Regions from separate parts of the Triticum aestivum genome. Here regions 2 and 3 are each linked to region 1. A link is a contact called in public Hi-C data. All regions are on one chromosome and are shown on one strand. Each heading gives the region's core, a stretch centred on a gene start, on an enhancer-like site or on the middle of the called end of the contact. The rest is flanking DNA. Distances are from core to core; before and after follow the strand shown.

What was found. Hi-C and Micro-C count contacts between places; a contact is called where the count stands out from the background.
Region 2: a Hi-C map of leaf shows a contact between it and region 1, with 3 times the contacts expected there. The contact joins the promoter of LOC123044491 here to the promoter of LOC123044490 in region 1. A contact is called at or near these places in 2 of 5 Hi-C or Micro-C datasets (both in leaf).
Region 3: a contact with region 1 is called in a Hi-C map of leaf, with 9 times the contacts expected there. The contact joins the enhancer-like site here to the promoter of LOC123044490 in region 1. A contact is called at or near these places in 4 of 5 Hi-C or Micro-C datasets (leaf and an unstated tissue) and 1 of 1 datasets of contacts at active chromatin or transcription factors (leaf).

The regions. Positions count from the first base shown.
Region 1 is chr2B:224,720,303-224,724,368 of IWGSC CS RefSeq v2.1, forward strand. LOC123044490 (aquaporin PIP2-1) reads left to right here and starts at 2,583. Exons shown (of 3, transcript XM_044467229.1): 1 at 2,583-3,309. The coding sequence starts at 2,692.
Region 2 is chr2B:224,867,895-224,872,187 of IWGSC CS RefSeq v2.1, forward strand. It overlaps LOC123044491 (zinc finger AN1 and C2H2 domain-containing stress-associated protein 16), which reads right to left and starts at 2,011. Exons shown (of 2, transcript XM_044467230.1): 1 at 1,727-2,011; 2 at 1-234. The coding sequence starts at 1,825.
Region 3 is chr2B:224,480,897-224,485,208 of IWGSC CS RefSeq v2.1, forward strand. LOC123044489 (insulin-degrading enzyme-like 1, peroxisomal) reads left to right here. Exons shown (of 26, transcript XM_044467228.1): 25 at 66-188; 26 at 1,413-1,899. The coding sequence ends at 1,664. Among protein-coding and RNA genes, the nearest start is that of LOC123044489, 19 kb to the left of the region's middle. Within about 2 kb of position 2,820, at least 7 of the 8 cell types and tissues checked have an H3K27ac peak or open chromatin away from gene starts, as enhancers often do. A contact at or near this core is called in leaf, where this site is marked.

The DNA of each region.
Region 1 (4,066 bases), core at 1,333-3,832:
TTGTTGATGAGCAGAGGCATTCTACGAGGCCGCACACACCGCTCATGCTAGCTACAACGCGGTCACAACTGAGTCAGGCGTGGAGGCAATCCCGGATGGGAACGCCGACAGTTGTGCGTCGTTTGCGCCAGGCTGCTACGATCACGGTGCCGGCCCGTCGAGGCCACATACTCCAATGATGAAGAGTAGGACATGGGAGATGGAGTCGTCGGTGTCCCATGTGGGTACTTCCATGTCCCATGTCTTACTCTTACTTGTCGGCGGCCTGCAATTTCACTTCCCAGGGCTCACGCCCGCTGAAATGGACACACCCATGGGAAACAATAAGGACATGGAGCACAAGCGCCAGTGAAGATTTATTACACGTTCGGTTGCCATATTTGTTTTTTGGCACTCTGCATCTGTGTCCCAGTTGTGCCTGGGCGAGGTAAAAGAAGCAGAAAACCATCATATACACATCGTTTGTCTGCATGCATGTAGGTTGGCTACATAAAGGAGCAATTTTTCCCATGGTGTTTGGTTGCCCGAGTCGCACTTGTTAGACAAACTACACAATGTTTGGTAGCGAACGACATAAGGTTTGATCACCACTTCTCACTAGTGATGACCTTACCACACACGATTTGAACATCGTCTCAGTCCTAGCTAGGAAATAAATGGCAGATCATCCTAGCTACTAACAAATGGCAGTACAAATTTAAGAGCCATATGGCTGAATTGGGGAAAGTTCATCGATGCTAACTAGGTGGAAGTCCATCCTCGTGCTCTTCCGAAGCTAATAACATCATTAGGTGTCACCTCTTCCTCCTCTGACATAAGGTTATCACACCCTCATTGTAGGATCCAGTTATGGAGGATACAACATGCAATAACAAACTTAACCTGGGTAGGGTAAGGCTGGAAGGGCTTATGATACAGGATCTTAAACCTGTTCTTCGGAGCCCCAAATGCCCTCTAAACCGTAACTCTACAGCTAGAGTGTCTGAGATTGAACAGTTCCTGTGGAGTCCTGGAATAGTTCCTGGAAGAGAACTTGTTCACATGGTACCTGGTTTTCCTGAAAGGTTAGAAGAACACCAGGCCGACATGCATAGCCAGCATCTGATAGGTAGAACTGGCCATCGGGGATATTGATGCCATCAGGTCTAGACATGTTGTCAGTTAGAATGTAAACAATCATGGGTTGATCTTTCCCACCCAGTAAACACATATGTGAACTTCTCAGCGAAGTGAACCGCATCGAGAACATTCTGGCTTGTGTGCTTTTTACCCGTGTATGCTACGGCCTGTGACCTCGGCACTTTAGCAGTCACATGAGTACCATCTATTGCGCCAATGCAATCTTGAAAATGGTATGACATGATGGTGTTATGGCAATCCTAAAAATGGCATGACAAGCATGTGAATGCATGAACTACGATTAGTGCTCACCTTGAAATATGAATACCATCTTGGGCTAGTGCGTATCTTACTAGGAGTTTGCCCGGTTGGTGACCTGATCATCTCTCCTCTGAGCTCCCCAACAACATACAACACTTGCTTGAAATACCTGGAAATGGTCTTCAATGATCTCCTGAACGTGTTGTAGATAACCCTAAACCTCTGGTTATGACCTACAACATGCAGGAATATGACAACTTGGTATTCCACAAAGGTGTGGATGCTATCTTCATGCAGCCCCTTGCTCCTGAATGTTTGCACAAGCCTGGAGAAAGGTGCTCTTTTCATTTGAAGCATCCGTAGAGCCTCTGTGCCATTTCACGCCATCCCACCTCCGTCGATTTCCTTCTCCCACCATCTCCGCCTTTATTCCCACCCGCACCATGGCGTACGTTGTGCCCCGCTTTTGCCCCCGACTCAGCCTGACTCGCTCGAAATGGCCGATTCGGGCATTCCCAGCGAGCCAGGCTCTGAACTGCTTTAAGGTTCGTGTCGATGTGAGCCTGGCCTACTTGTATGCAACCAAACATGCTCTTTTTTCCTGCGCAGTCCTGGTTGGGCTCTATGCAGTTAACCAAACACATCATTAGACTAGTTTAACTTCTGAACCCTTTTGTTTATGACGAAAATGTGATGAATGTAGCCCGGTTTAAATGAAAAATTCTAGTTTGTGTGAAAAATCTTCTGACGTTTGAAATATATGCGGCCCGTTTGAGCTACACGGTTGGATGTCTGACACGATACTGTTCGTTTTTGGGGAGACGCCCTAATCTACGAAACACCTATCGTCTTCATTTTGTCACAATGCTCAGTCGGCAAGCTCTCCAAACTTCTAATGGAGGGAAGAGATATCCGTGAATCCTGGAATGTGGCGTTTGCACATGCCCCAACAGCTTATCCACCTCACTTCACTGCAGCAGAAAAACAAAAGGCCCATTCAGTCTTATCAGCAAATTAAATACTCCTCCTACTCGTACAAATACAAATAGAATTCAGAAGAAGAAAATACTACTCCGTCACTAGCTCAGTTTTCTGTTCAATCAAGGACACGAGCCCCTCCGTCGATCGCACACACACCACACACCCTCGCCTTGTTGTCTTTTACCTACCGCCTCTCCCCCGCTCCATAAATACCACCTTCCTCTCCTCTCCTCTCGTCACTCCCCCACCACACACCGCAAGCCCCACCTCCATTTTTTCCAGTCAGGTTTGCAGCGAGAAGGAACAGCAAGGAAGGCTAGCTACACGCCGATGGCCAAGGACGAGGTGATGGAGACCGGCGGCGGCGGCGACTTCGCGGCCAAGGACTACACGGACCCGCCGCCGGCCCCGCTGATCGACGCGGCGGAGCTGGCCTCCTGGTCGCTGTACCGCGCCGTCATCGCGGAGTTCATCGCCACGCTGCTCTTCCTCTACATCACCGTGGCCACCGTCATCGGGTACAAGCACCAGACGGACCCCGCGGTGAACGCCGCCGCCGACGCGGCGTGCGGCGGCGTGGGCGTGCTCGGCATCGCCTGGGCCTTCGGCGGCATGATCTTCGTCCTCGTCTACTGCACCGCCGGCATCTCCGGGGGCCACATCAACCCGGCCGTCACCTTCGGCCTCTTCCTGGCGCGCAAGGTCTCCCTGGTCCGCGCGCTGCTCTACATGATTGCGCAGTGCCTCGGCGCCATGTGCGGGGTCGGCCTCGTCAAGGCCTTCCAGAGCGCCTACTTCGTCAGGTACGGCGGCGGCGCCAACACGCTCGCCGCCGGCTACTCCAAGGGCACCGGCCTCGCCGCGGAGATCATCGGCACCTTCGTGCTCGTCTACACCGTCTTCTCCGCCACCGACCCCAAGCGCAGCGCGCGCGACTCTCACGTCCCGGTAAGCACGACATGCCGCAGAATTCTTTTGAAAAAGTAAAGATTTCTTGTTCGTATAAGAAAAGTAAAGCTAGTTGTTAGAGCTTAACTGAAGATGGCATGCCATGAGGATAGATCGTCCAAAATGAGGAGCATGATGCATACGTATGAACAAAAAGGGGGAAAGCAAGAATATCCTATACGATGAACAAAATGGGTAGAATGATACTCCTTTATCCTAGATATATCATCTAGGATGAACAAAAAGGAGGATAGTATGTATGAATGTTAGGGAGTTTTTTTTTTTGTAAAAATTAAGTACTGCCATGATGCTTTACTCCCTCCGTCACAGTTTAGAAGGCACAGTTAAATTTGCGTGTGTCCACAATAGACAAGGTTTAAGACGCATTGCATTTATTTCTAGTAGCTAATTAATACTTCGATAGTACTATTTCTATATACATGTGCAGTATGAATGCTATTTTTTAACCCATCTCACAACCAATAGATAACCACATAGGTCCGAAAGAATTTCCTAGCGCGCCTTCTAAACCGTGACGGAGGGAGTAGGAAAATGTTTTTCTCCATAACAGTAGACATAAGTCTTCCCGTAGGCGTAAATGTGGGTCGTAATAGTTGAACTGGCACTGCAATTGACGCAAGAATGAAGAATCCAGATGCATCTAGTGGAGTAGTACACGTCCGCGTGGCCAGACACTCAGACAGTCACTACTGTGATAAGTATGTTTACTATTCCAGTTAAGTCCCATCTCATCCAT
Region 2 (4,293 bases), core at 761-3,260, 150 kb after region 1:
TGTCAGTTGTTCTCTGCACCCAGGAACTGGGCATTTCTTTTTCTTTGTTGCTCTCTGGTAATTTGATGGATCGCAATCGATATTAACATGAGACTCCCAGGTGATGTTTGCATCTTCATTTGGATTCAGACGAACTCCTTTAGCACATAGTGGGCAGATGACAACAGTGACATCCTTGTTATTAGCCTTTGGACATTTATGTGATGTATAACTTCGGTGCTGAAGGCAAAAGACCTGAACAATCATACAATAGCCATATTAGCACAATGGCTGGCTGCACTTAGTGATGACAGAACTGTTTAGACTTAAGGTGCCCGTGCATTTTAAAAGGCAAATAATTTCAGAATGCAATATAAACTGAATTTCCATAAGAATAAATACTACACATTCTGTAAAAATAATTGAATACAATTAACTCAGCAAAAAACTTCATCCTTCACAAATTACTATACATGACTACATCCTCAATGCAATTCTGCAATCTTATACTCCCTCCGTCCCAAAATAAGGACTCAACTTTGTACTAACTTTATTACAAAGTTGAGTCACTTATTTTGGGACGGATGGAGTATTATATTAAGAAATTCAGGAAGTCCAGAAGGATTGAACATATTTTGGGTGAAAAGGAAGGGATTTTTTATCCCTTATATTTACAGTGCAGTGATAAATAAGGATATGGCATTCAAAATCTGTTTGTGCCACACTTCAAAGTTTTTAGACAAAAATTAAGGTAAGCATCGGCAGGTCATATGTAGGAACTGCATGTTGCAACGAGAATGGAAGGGCTTCAGGGGGTGCAGCTAATACAACACTGTTATGCCGCCCCCCCCCCCCCCCCCCCCCCCCCCCCAAGGTTTTGGTAGAGGCCACCATTTCCTGGTACAGCAATAGTTGCTTATAACTCCCTCTGTAACTTAATATAAGACGTTTTTTGACACTGTCATAGACTATCAAAACGTCTTATAAAAGGTTACGTAGGCAGTATTATGTAATGCATAAAGTAGTGTGCTCCAGGACAAAATCAAATATTTCCTTATAATGTTATAAAAAGGCACATGAAGGCATGTTTTTCAGTTAAACCATGTAGACATGTTTGCTTGATGTTTCTTCAATAATATTCTTTACAGAAAGTTCCTTTTACTTTAGTACATGGCAATGGCAGTTAGGATAAAGCAGGTTTTACATTCGAGTCCAGAAATATGTGTCCATAAACTATTAACCAAGCACAGCAGACTTGAAACAAATGTTTCAATCAAACAAAGCATTTCTTGAGCATCTCCCAAAAGGTCATGCAGAGCATTTCACTAATTGATGAAACACCAAGCGGTGACACAAGAACTCTACTTCAGCAACAAAGCGAGCAGAAGCACTGCTTCAAGATGGCAGGCGTTGATACTCTATTGCACAGAACTGGAGAAAGAAAGGGTCTTCCCTGCTGCCCAGTCAAGGGACATTGACAAGAATAATTTGGTTTCAGTAGGCTGCCAGATCACAACAAGTAAAACCCAGGCAAGGTCTCCCCGCCCAAACTACTAATCCCAGGATCTACTTCAGGAAACCGCGTCTACAGATAAGGAACGATTCTTGCGTTCCATAATCCACAGAAGAATACTTAGACAGGCCCAACCTCTAAACGCAATTGACCCAATTTTCACGCCAATCCATAGTCAAATCCGGTCAACGAACACAAGAGCGAATCAGAGGGACATGGGAGGCGGAAACGTACGAAGTCGCATCGGTCGCAGGTGAAGGGGAGGAAATCGATCTGGTGGCAGTCGCCGACGCTGCAGTGCCGCCCCAGGTCAGGGAACTCCGGCGTGCCCATGGCCCGCCGGAACCGCGCGCGCTTCGGGGGATCCGGGCAAACTCGACGACGCGCGCCCCGTCCGCTCCGACGGCTGCCACCGGCAGGGAAGAGGGGGAGAAGGTCGCTCGCACGCACGCGGAAGGGGCACGAAATCGATTACAAAACGTTTTGACGGTGTGTTTTCGGGCAGGCCCTCGGACTTGTCTGCAGTTTATGCCAGGTACTCGTATGACCGCGGGCCCGTGTTCATAGTTGGCACGCGCTTTGTTTGTGGGGTAAGGTGGAGTCGGTGGTGAGAGGGTAACGGGAAAAGTGTCACCGTACGGTGACTGTAGTCAATCCCCCACCCTAGGAGCATCTCCAACGGGCGCGCTAGAAGACGCGCTCACGCGGTAAAAGTGCTTTTTAGCGCGCGCCGACCGGTTTCGCGCGCTCCAGCGGTGGCGGGAAACAAATGCGCGCGGGAAACGATTGCGCGCGCACGGAAAAAAGGTGGCAGCTCGCGTGCAAGATTTGGCGCGCCGCTTCGCGCGCGCCTATTAAAACTGCAGCGCCATCTGCCGCTCTCTCTCGCTCTCTCCACTGCTTTCCCTCCTCGCCGCCGAGCCGCCACCACCGCGTCACCATGCCGCCTCGCCGCCGGGGAGGTTCAGGCTACCGCGGCGTCCGCGTGCGCCCGTCCGGCACCTACTCCGCCTCAATTCAGTCGGGCGGCGGCGTGCGCCTCGGCCTCGAAACCTTTGACACCGCCCAGGATGGCGCGCGCATACGACGCTGCGGCGTGGCGCCTCCGCCGGTCACGTTGGGACATGAACTTCACCGACGTGTCGACGCGGGAGCGGGCACAGGAGTTGGTGCCTTTCCCGCGGCTTACCACTGACGAGGATCGTCGTAAACACCGGAGGCGGGAGCGCCGTCTTAGCCTGGCCGAGATGGACGAGTAAGCCATGGCGGTGTGGAGGCAACGCTTCCCGCAAGACATCATCAACGAAGAACAGTTCTTCGCCGAGAGGAGGGCGGAGAGGGAGGAAAGGAGGAAGGCGCGAGCCGCCTATCGCGAGGACAACCGAACGCGGAAGGCGGTCGCTAAATACAACATGGCGCTAGGAGATGCGTCGTCCTGGGACTCCTGCGACGAGCGGTTCCTTGACGCCTACGCTCAGACATCGGAGGAGGACATCACCGAGGCAGAGTCTGAGTCGGAGAACGAGTAGTAGTAGAACTATATATCGTTGGAGAAGCCAATTTTATTTTGTATCATAGAAGCAGGCTATGTGGACGTAGTAGAACTATATATCGTTGGAGAAGCCTGGATATACGCATTTATATCATGAAGCAGACTATGTGCGCTGCATTTTTTGCGCACTGCTGGAGCGGCGCGCGCGCTGCATTTTAGCGCGGCTGTTGGAGCCAGCGTTGCGGGCCGCGCAAAACCAGGCGAAGCGCGCGCGGCAAAGTAGTTTTTAGCGCGCGGCGCGTTGCGCGCTTGTTGGAGATGCTCTAAGGCCCTTCCCAGTGCTCCATGGTGTACAGGTGCTAAGGGTGCCACGTAGGCAGAAAAATGATGTGGCAAAGCAATTAAAGAGGAGAGAGAGTATTATGGTGATCCCAATAAGAACCAATGCTAAGCACGTGGACCTAGGCAAAAAGACTACCAACCAATACATGAAGGAGTTTTATTAGTAATAAACAATTAAATAGAGGAGGCTTAGCTGCAAAAACTAAGCACCGATGCATTGAGGACATTAGTTGCTAAGCATTTTAATGCATTTAGCACCCCACTTTAACACCAATGCATTGGGAGAGGTCTAACCGACTGATCATGTGCTTGCATCGGTCGTCCAGCCGGCCGTTGGATCGCGCACGATCAAACGGGTGACTTGAAGGCAAGAGGGGCAAGTCACACTAAGCTTCTCGAAAGCTTATCGAGTTATCGTCTCATTCGTTTCTATCCAGTAGTGTGATGTGGTGGTCGTCGTCTCGCCTCGTTCCCTCTCTCTCGGCACCTAAGCTCGTGCCCTAATGCCATCCCAATACTCTCATGCTGAAATATTATCACAAGCTGATGCAACACCGCGTGCTACACATGCCTTGCTGGATCACAACCCGACACTGTGTGCGAGGACGGCCGCTGCTGCTGCTAGCCAGAGCCCTACATTGCACGACCAGCGTCGCTGCTACAAGGCATCATCCTACCCGCTGCGGGCTAATGAGGGACACCGTTGCAAGGGGCCCAACGCTGTGGGGTCCTTCAAATCGGTGCAGGAATAGTTTTCCGGCAACAGTAATGTTGTTGCAAGGATGCTACAAGGCTTGGGTCCGCCGCTCGTCATGGTGCTGCGAGGGCTCTCTCGGTTGCAACATGGGAGATGTTGTGACTATAAAATGGGGGTGTTGTGATGGTTGGAACCTTGGCTATGATGGCGACATGGAAGATGTTGCGACTGAAAAGGGGGATGTTGCAATGGCTATAACCTTGGCGAACC
Region 3 (4,312 bases), core at 1,570-4,069, 240 kb before region 1:
CATGCTGTAGCTTTCTTAGATTTGTCTAATCATTCATTTTAAACAACGTATGGCTCAACTTGCAGAGTAATGTCAATGCTCTCATTGACATGAAACGGGAGAAATACAAGAACATAAGGGAGGAATCAGCATTCTTTTGGGGGGAGATTTCTCAAGGAACACTGAAATTTGATAGAAAGGAAACAGAGGTATGTCTTAGTTGTTGAGGGAAAGTTGTGCTTGAACCCTGCTGTTTTTTGATGCCAAAATAGCCCTCTGAAGAGACAAGGTAACTAGCCTTATGAAGTATTGAAAACCGTTACAACCCCCCAGCATGGTTGGGGAGGCGGTATTGCATATGTGGCATGTGACAAAAGTCTCTGATTTGGAGCTGACATGAGAGAGACCCACATGTCATTGTAGTTGCCTATTTTTAGTTACTCCCTCCGATCCAAGTGTCATGGTTTTAGTTCAATTTTGCACTAAAAACCACGACACTTATTTTGGATCAAAGGGAGTATTTTTCTTCATCTCCATCCCTTCACCGATTCTCTCTCTCTCTCTCTCTCTCGGTGTACTGCCCAGGTTTGCAAGTTTTTGATGATGGTGAAAACGAAATGGCCTTTAGCCGATGCGAGTCAAATGGTCGTGGTGGCATACATAGATACGTGGTGTGGCGCATTGGTCGTGAAGACGAGAGGTGAAGGGATATGGAGGTGACATTGTGTAGGGAGCCTTAAGAAGACCGCATGAACACGGGTACAAGTTAGGTGAGACAAAAATGACCGTCCAGTCTGTATGCCCAGAGAAGGGCAGATAGGGAGATCAGCTGCATCCATCATTTTAGCCAGCACAGGCAGATGACCTTTTTTGGACAGGAAGTAAAGCAGTCAGATCCTTCTCATCAAACTAGAGTGCACAATCAAGTTACTGATCACCCACCGCATTCAATCTCCATCATCCGCACCATCTCCTCTCAGATTAGGGATTTGGCTGTCACTGGCTGGGTCTGCTGGCTTCGGGGGTGGGTTGCAGCTGCTCCATCGATGTGCACAGCTTTTTCTTTGACTCTGTGGATATGAACAATGGGCTGCGGCTGCTTGCCGTGTCAGTGAGGAAGAATTGAACAGTGAAAGGAGAGAATAGCATGTTGTGCCCACTGGTCACACCATGCGTGCAAAACCACCCTGTGAAACACCTTAGAATATAGTGGAATAAGGTTATTTGTAATAACTGTTTTTACAAACATTAGGGGGCTGGTTACCTGGGTTTAGCGTTCAGGGGTTCATGTAGACTTGTTCATTTGTTTAATGTGTTGTGTTTGCGGGTATCATGTGTTGTGCTTGCGGGTATCGTTTTCTTTTCTGAGGAAAAGGCAGTCGTTTTCTGTTTTGGGGTGTTGTTTTTGAATGCTTGGATTTCTGCAATTGCAGATTGCTGCACTGGAGGAGCTTAAGAAGGAAGAGCTGATAGAGTTCTTTGATAATCATGTCAAGGTTGGCGCACCAGAAAAGAAGATCCTTAGCATTCAAATCTATGGCGGTCTCCATTCCTCCGAATACGAAAAGATTATTCATGATGCTCCGCCACCGCATTCGCATCGAATAACTGATATATTCAGCTTCAGGAGGTCGAGACCTTTATATGGTTCATTCAGAGGTGGTGCTGGTCAGATGAAGCTATAGGACAACTTTGTTTCGAGTCATATTTACATTCACTTGAATTGTTCCTATAGAAAATAATGTGTGGGACAAATGCTCGCACTTTTGGCTAGGCTGAATATTCCATACCAAATCTAGTCATATCACTTTGAAATTTTACATGGTATTCTTTTCTATACTGATTATCAGACCTGAAAGTGTTCGACCGGCATACTTTCTAAACCTGTTTATATCATGAATCAGAGGATGGAATTAGCAAGCCGCTGAGCACAAGTCAGAAGTAGAGTCTGCTATTGGTTACTATGCTCTTTTTTTTCCTGAACTTATTTGGTTACTTATAAAGGTCACCTAGCCACACCAAATCTAGTTGCATATTATGTGAATGCAGCGATTGGCTTATACCAGAGGGAGGGTGTGGCCGCCGTGCGTTCTTGCTTGTTTGGCCGGGCTGTGCTCCCACTGCTGTTCTTTTCTGGGTCCCCTGACGGTCGTGCTGTCGCTTATCTCCACGCTGGCTTTGCACGTCATGTGTTCGATCAAATGCACAGACAGTTTAGATGGATATAAATGGGGACTTTAAAGGGCTACTGTTGGATGACCGGCGCCAGCCCGACCCGTCCGCGGGCACGAATAAATGAGGTGTCCGACCGTTTGAGGTATAGCCTCGGAGATGCCTTAGCTCAGCACTCGACGTGAAAACGACGGGAGAGCACGAGAAGCGCTTTACACGCCAGCTACCGAAGGAGGCGACGAAGGAAACAAAGAGCCCCCGGACAAACTGACAGCCTAATTTTGGAATCCAGAAGAAAAGACAAGCGGTTAACCAAGAGCCATCACCATGTATACTCACAAAAGGCGTTATGTCATCTACTATGCATGTATGCTAGCTGCAACTGCTCCGCCACCTGATGAATCTTTACACCCTAAAAGCACCAGCCACCCGGATCGGTTTCGAGTCCTTCTATATATTGTTTCCACTCAAAAAAGCTTTTGCTAGTTTCGCTTTTCCACGTATACATATCTTGTCAATATATGTATCCAAAGGCTACCACGAGGTTCATTCACCCACTGTCTGTAGCACTGATGCACAGGCAGGCAGGCAGGCTTGTCCTTGGTCCACTGGGTTTTCCATCAGGGCCTGACCGCATGCGGACGGACGGGCCGTGCCACTTGCACCCTGGCGGGGCTGGCTGCCACCACAATCCCGCGCCGCGCACCGAGAGCTAGCTACTCCTAGCTCGCTAGCTATCCATCCACCGGCCTGATTTGATTTGCTCCACCACCTGCATCCATGATTGGAGTCCCCTCGCAACTTGTCCTTGCCAACTCCATCGGCCACTCACTCAATCTCAATCACCAGATCGTACCACGGCGCTGCCGGCAATTCTGCTGCTGATTTGTCCTCCACGGCTCCACCCGGCCCCAGCCCCAGCCCCAGCTACATGCACAAAGATGGTCCGACCCTCCTCGTGCATGGACCTGCAGCGCAGCGCTGAATCGGCCGCACCCTACAAAAAAGTCTGCGAGTCATACATACAGATACAGGGCAGATCAATCAACTGGTCTTTGGGCGGCGGAGCGATTCGATGCGTCCACGGTGTCCACCGGCCAGTCCTGCCCATTCCGCAGCTGAGCCAACTAACCTCATCGCCATGTGTATATATACTCCTAATTCCCAACCGATCGGATCATTCTACACACAACCTGTTTTTATTTATTCCACACGCCGATCACAAGTCCAACCCGGCCATCCTCGGAACTCGGTTCGTGCTCGGAAATGCATGAGCGCGTCGCATCGCCGCCGAACGACCGCCGCTGCTCTTCTGTTGTATGCTATCTCGCGCCACATGGTCAGGGGATTTTGGTGTCTGCGGCCGTTGTGGTAGTTGCGGCCCTTCCTTCCTGGTATATATATAACCTAATGGATGTGCTGGCGCCCCTTCTACTCCCGTGCCGAAGGATACGGGATTCAAGCCCATGATGCATTTTTTATGTCAGATTTAGCAAGCCAATTCCGTAAGGGCATGTACAATGGTTCTATCTTAGCAATGCCACGTAGGATAAATGATGAGGTGGAGGAGAGAGAAATCATAAGAGAAGGCTTGTCTTCTCTTAATTAAGAGAAGGCAAGAGATGATCTCTTAGCACAATATGTCTCACCATGTTTTTAGGAATAACTAGTTATTGAAGATAAAGCTAAGAGATGACCCATTGTAGACATGTTTTTTTGTCATCTCTAAATTACATGCAAGATTTAAGATAAGACTACCTTATCGACCATTGTACATGCCCTAAGCCACTCAGCCATTCCTCCAAGTTGTTGATCAAAATTGGATGTGCCGGGTTGGTTGCCCGAAATCCACCGCGTAAACCTTAGCGCGCCTACTCTTATTTACCGAGGGAGAAAGATTATCTTTATTTTTCTTGAAAAAGAGGGCTCCCCTCCGATTTTCTTGTAGAAACCACAGTCTTCTTTACAAACTACCAAAAGGGAAAGTAGCAAAAAGACTAAATGATCTTGGATGCCCTCCCATCAAGGCAATAGTTTCACCCTGTGCTCTAAAAATACAAATCACCGTTACCAGTACCAGGCATCCAAGAACAGAAAGCAACGTTACATCAACGTCGCTATGCAGAAGATATTACAGGTTTAAGGAAACTACAATAAACCA